2 separate regions of the Sus scrofa genome follow, and region 2 is linked to region 1. The links are chromatin contacts, called in public Hi-C maps. All regions are on one chromosome and are shown on one strand. The core of a region is the stretch at or near the end of the contact, and the rest is flanking DNA. Distances in the headings are between cores, read along the strand shown.

Region 1 (2,700 bases), core at 68-2,567:
TTTCCTAAACTTGAGTGTTTCATTTCCCATGTTAGGGAAGTTTTTGACTATAATCTCTTCAAATATTTTCTCAGGTCCCCCTCTCTTTCTTCTGGGATCCCTAAAATGTGAATGTTAATACATTTAGTGTTGTCCCAGAGTTCCTTCACACTGTCCTTATTTATTTTCATTCATTTTTCTCTATTCTATTCCACAGCAATGATTTCAACCACTCTGTCTTTCAGCTCACTTATTCTTTCTTCTGCCTCAGTTATTATGCTATTGATTCCTTCTAGTGTATTCTTCATTTCAGTTACTGTATTGTTCATCCCTGTGTGTTTGTTTTTTAAATTTTCTAGCTCTTTTTAAAACAATTCATATATCTTCTAGGTTTGTGCCTTCATTCTTATTTTGGATCCTCTTTACTATCATTATTCTAATTCTTTTTCAGGTAGACTGCCTATCTCATCTTCATTTAGTTGCTCTTGTGGGTTGATTTCTTGTTCCTTTGTCTGAGACATATTTCTGTAATCTCATTCTGTCTAATTTTCTGTGTCTGTGATCTCTGTTACATAAGCTGAAGGAATGTAGTCCCCCTTGCTTCTGGTGTCTGTCCCCTGGTAGGTGAGGTTGACCCAGGAACTTGTGCAGGCTTCCTGGTGAAAGGGACAGGTGCTTGCCCTCTGGTGGTAGAGCTGGGTCTTGTTCTTCTTATGTGCAGGGCTTTCTCAAGGATTTGTTTAGAGGTGGCTGTGAGCTCAGTATGTCATCAGGTAGCCTGTCTGCTGATGGGTGTGTCTGTGTTCCTATTCTGCTAGTTGTTTGCCCTGAGGCATTCCAGCACTAGAGCCTGCAGGCTGTTGGATGAGGTCAGGTCTTGGTGCCAAAATGGTGACCTCTGGGAGAGGTCAAGAGTCCCTGGGAATTCTAGAACCAGTGTCTTTTCCCCCAATGTGAGCCACAGCCAGCCCCTGCCTCCGCATGAGAACTTCCAAGACCCAAAGGTAGGTCTAGCCCAGGCTCTGACTGAATTACTACTTTGAGCTGGGTCCCAGTGCACATGGATCCTTTTGTGCACACTCCAAGAGTGGAATCTGTTTCCCCCAGTTCTATGGAGCTCCTGAATTCAAGCTCTGTTGCCCTTCAAAGTTAAATGCTCTGGAATTCCACCTCCCAATGCCAGACCTCAGACTGTCTTAGGTTATTTTTATGTAGGAATGTCCCTGTGCAGCCTGTGTGGATTAATATTTTTTGGTGCGAGGGCTGTTTTAGTATAGATTCTTGACACCTCTCTCCTCAAGTGCTTGCTGGCCATTATCCCTTGATAGGAGGTGTGACTGATGCTCTGGTGACCAGAGTCTGGATACTGAGTGAGGCCTTCTCTGCTCTGTGGCTGTCGCTTCACTGTCCAGAGGCAGGGTCTGCTCCCTCATTGATGGAGTAGAGGCCCCCTCATCTGTTTCTGAACTGTGTTACTAATGTGCAGGGTGAGACAGGTAGGACTGGAGCACTCCCAGTGGGAGAACCACTGAATATTCCTCCATTGGAATTGTTCCCCTTTGAGTGTGCTCTGTTGTATTACCTTTCACCCTATGTGGGGCTCAAAAGGACACTTTTAGCACCTCCCTCAGCCCCACCCCAACTGTGGAAATGCCAGCAATTGGGCCTGGTGTCTCTCAGGTATTGTTTTCACAAGGCTACTGGTGCAGATCCACTGAAGCCAGATCACAGAACAGCAGTGGTCATGCACTTGGATCCACTGTGGCAGCTCAGACTCTGACCTGGCCCAGGCCCCATGTATACATGTCCAAAAGTCCACAGATGCTAAATCCAGACTCATCCAGCTGCGGGAGTACTTGTTGTCTGTTCTAATGTTCCGCATGTACTGTGTTTACAAAGCCAGCAGTAGGGGTATAAATTTGTGGTTCAAACAGCTGTGAGGAAAAGACTTCAGCTCTTCTTCCTTAGTTGCACAGCCCTGGGGCTCAGCTGTGGTTTCAGCCCAACCCTTCATGTAGACAACCTAACAGCATCTACTCCTGAGATTGCTGAAGCACACATGCCTGCCCAAGTGGGAGGGAACAGGGACACATGAGCAGGAGGCAGAAGGGGGCCAGGGTGGCAGCCAGGGTGCTCAGGACCCCTTTGGCAGGAGGGAGTCGAGGTGATAGTTGTAGTCTGTGAGATATTCCAGGTGAAAGGGGTCAGGCAGTGGCCCATGTGCATGGGTACACTGGGCAAGAGGGGCCAGGCAGGGGTCAGAGTGCTTGGGCCCACTCAGGCAGGAGTGTCCCCCTGAGTCTGCAGAGGCAAAGGCTGGCACATGGGAAAAGAGGCTGCAATGGCAGCCCTGCCCCTTGCACGCCACTCCACAATGGCACTTCGTCTCTATGGTGGTCCAGCCCTCCTCCATGAACACTCCCCACTGCACCAGTTCACACTCCTGCCCCCCTCAGGCCATCTCCATGCATCCAGCTACAGCCCTCTCCTCAGTTCTGTGCTCCAAACTCCATAATCCAGCATTCAGCCCCCACTGGCACCAGTGGTTGAGTATCTCAAGCTGGGGTGCATAGGGCTGCAGCACAGACCATCTTTGTAGGTCTCACTCTGTCCTGCCTGTCACAGACCAATTTTTGCTCTCTCATTTAAGCATCTGAAGCTCCATTTGTTTCCCAGTTGATCTCCCCACTGAGGGGGTTTCCCCGGGTATGGGAACCTCTC
Region 2 (2,700 bases), core at 21-2,520, 170 kb before region 1:
TTTGGCTCCAGCAGGGTGAATAATTTACTGCTCTTGCTAATGCCTGGATTACCTCACCCTGTTTCCTCATTATCCACTCAAGCCCCTTTGTAACCTGTGCTCCATATTATATTTTCTCTATTGATCCTGGTGTGGACTGGTTTTTTTTTGGGGGGGGAGGGGAGTAGCTACTGATACAGTCTATAAGCCTATTTCCTCACATGTGTAAAGAAGATAACAATAGCAATGGTGTTATTCTGTCATGGAGATTAATTAATGTCTATAAAGTACATGACACATAGCAAGTGCTCCGTCAACATTAGCTGACAATATTCTTTCCAATTTCTTTAGCTTAAATCTCTTTGGTACAGAGCTACCAAATTCTGTCTTTAATGAGAGAGAAAACATTTCAAATAAGACATGGTTGGAGTTCCCTCGTGGCCTAGGAGTTAACAATCTGGCGTTGTCCCTACTGTGGCATGAGTTCAGTCCCTGGCCCAGGAATTTCCTCATGCCACAAGCGTGGCCAGAAAAAATGGTTATACATATACTTTGTAAATGTAGTTATTGCAGCCATTAACCCTTATGTGGTTGTAATGTGGTTGTAAAAAGTAATTTAGTTTGTTTGCCCACATTAATAAACTGTTTGAAAACCCCACATGGACAGCAAGTTGCGTCTTCGGAGGCATCACTAACATCCCTCAACTATCTAGTGACCATCTAGGAAAAGCAAATCAGCAAATTGCAGTAATATTGCATTCCCATTCTCAGCTTCATCATGTGTGCATTTGGCTGGCTGCTTTGCTCACAAAACAGGATATTCATACACAAAAACATTGGATGACCCAGCAGGGCGATTAACTGTAATGGTGTCTATATCCCATGCCCTTATTTTAATTTTTGCAATTTTTAAGAATAGGTTTAGAATGTTTAAGTTTGCACTTAACAATGTTAAGTCTGCACTCCTTGGCTCACCAATTTGCTTGTAAAGTCACACCCCTTCTCCGAGCCTGCCAATTATATATCCATTCCCTACAGGACAGATCCTTTTGGATGATGTACAAGCATCTAAAACTTAATTTGTTCAGAATGGATCTTTCTATTTCCCCCGAGAACCTGGTTCTCCTGCTCAGTTCTCTCCATCTCAGTAAATGACACCATAATTCACCCAGTTTCTAAATTAGCCAGAACCCATTGAGCCCATGGATATGCTTGATGCTATCCCTTTTCTCACTTCCTACATCCAACCGACCAGCAGGGTGTGCTGAGTCTTCACAGAGTGGCCACTTCACTTCATCTGCACGGCCACTGTGAGCAAAGCCACCAGCACCTCTTGCTTGGGCTGAGACCACACACTCCTCACTGGGCTCCTCACATGCTTCTCCCTCAGTCCTTTCTCTGCATAGTAACCAAAGTCATCTTTTAGGAATGTAGATCTGACATTAGCCACCTGCTACAAACTCCTCATTGGCTTTTCATTACAACTAGAATAAGATAACCTGTTTCTTTCCAAGACTTACAAGGCCCCACATAATCCAAATCCTGTCTAATTTTCCAATCTCCTCTCTTATCACCGCCTCACTCTGTTCATGCTGCTTAGATATTCTGGCTTCTGGAAGCTCCTGGAACTCACCTGGCCCCATCCCTGCACAGGGTCTTTTCATTTGTTGATCTCCCTGCCTAAAATATTTGCCCCCTGACTCTGCCATGGCAATCTCCTTTTAGACCTTCAGGTAAATGCTGCCTCCACAAAGAGGCCTTACCTGGTCACCCTTCCTAAAGCAAGCCACTTGCCATTCCCCATAGGAACCCTTTTCTTCTTTCAAACCACTAATGTTAACTTTAAGCTTCTGGTCTATCCTGTTGTCCATTGCATTGCTAGCCCATAGCAGAGTCCCCAGGGCATAGTAGGTACTCAGTGAATACGTGATTGAATAATTGAGTGACTGTAAAACATCAGATCTCACATGTGAGAAGCCACAGTGTGCTAGGTAAGATGATGGGAGGGTTGGAGTCTGGAACTCTCTAGCTCAATCACTTATAATCTAAATTTGTGATGCCCTCAAAAAACTGAATTAATTTTTATGTCTTTTCTCATATTAACCATAGGTTGATACTGCATTTCTAGTCACTTGATTAAAAAGAAAATGAATTATAAGTAGCATGAAACCCAAGTACAGGAAAATTGATCACTTTCAGGGAATTAACTTCTGCTGAAGAGTCAAAAGCCGTCTGACCTTGCTACAATGAGTCTTCACAAGAGGACTCGAACATATTACTGAATGAGAAAAGTGGTTATTCCATTTTCCTCCTAGGGCATTTCCACCACACTAGAGGGGGCTGTTGTACTGAGTTTGCTTACTTAATGTTCAAAATAAAATTTTTATATAGACTTGACATGGCTTTCCTTGAACTTAAGATCAGAAACATATAGAATAATGATTCACACCCTTAAATGGGAAAACCAAATTTCTCTTTGGAGGGATCACTGGTCTTCATAGTCAATGGGACTGAGTGTCCAATACCTACCAAATCCTCAGGATTCAGAGGAAGTAATTGTCACAGCCCAAATCAGACATGTGTAATCAAGGATTCCTTTGGAAAGGTTGGATATTTTGTTGTATTAAAATGTCCGAAGATCCACTGAGTTATATTAGTTGTGCTTATTCTATGCTTTATTCTTTCATGGTCAAGAAATGAGCTTTTTTTTTTTTTTCTATC

Evidence for each region. Hi-C and Micro-C count contacts between places; a contact is called where the count stands out from the background.
Region 2: a contact with region 1 is called in a Hi-C map of psoas muscle, with 2.0 times the contacts expected there. The contact joins two enhancer-like sites. A contact is called at or near these places in 7 of 47 Hi-C or Micro-C datasets (alveolar macrophages, embryonic fibroblasts, heart right ventricle and 3 more) and 1 of 2 datasets of contacts at active chromatin or transcription factors (skeletal muscle).

The regions. Positions count from the first base shown.
Region 1 is chr1:43,511,273-43,513,972 of Sscrofa11.1, reverse strand. All of the region lies in intron 7 of CEP85L (centrosomal protein of 85 kDa-like), which reads right to left. Among named protein-coding and RNA genes, the nearest start is that of PLN, 54 kb to the right of the region's middle. Within about 2 kb of position 1,317, at least 7 of the 83 cell types and tissues checked have an H3K27ac peak or open chromatin away from gene starts, as enhancers often do.
Region 2 is chr1:43,685,386-43,688,085 of Sscrofa11.1, reverse strand. All of the region lies in intron 6 of SLC35F1 (solute carrier family 35 member F1), which reads left to right. Among named protein-coding and RNA genes, the nearest start is that of PLN, 230 kb to the right of the region's middle. Within about 2 kb of position 1,270, at least 3 of the 83 cell types and tissues checked have an H3K27ac peak or open chromatin away from gene starts, as enhancers often do.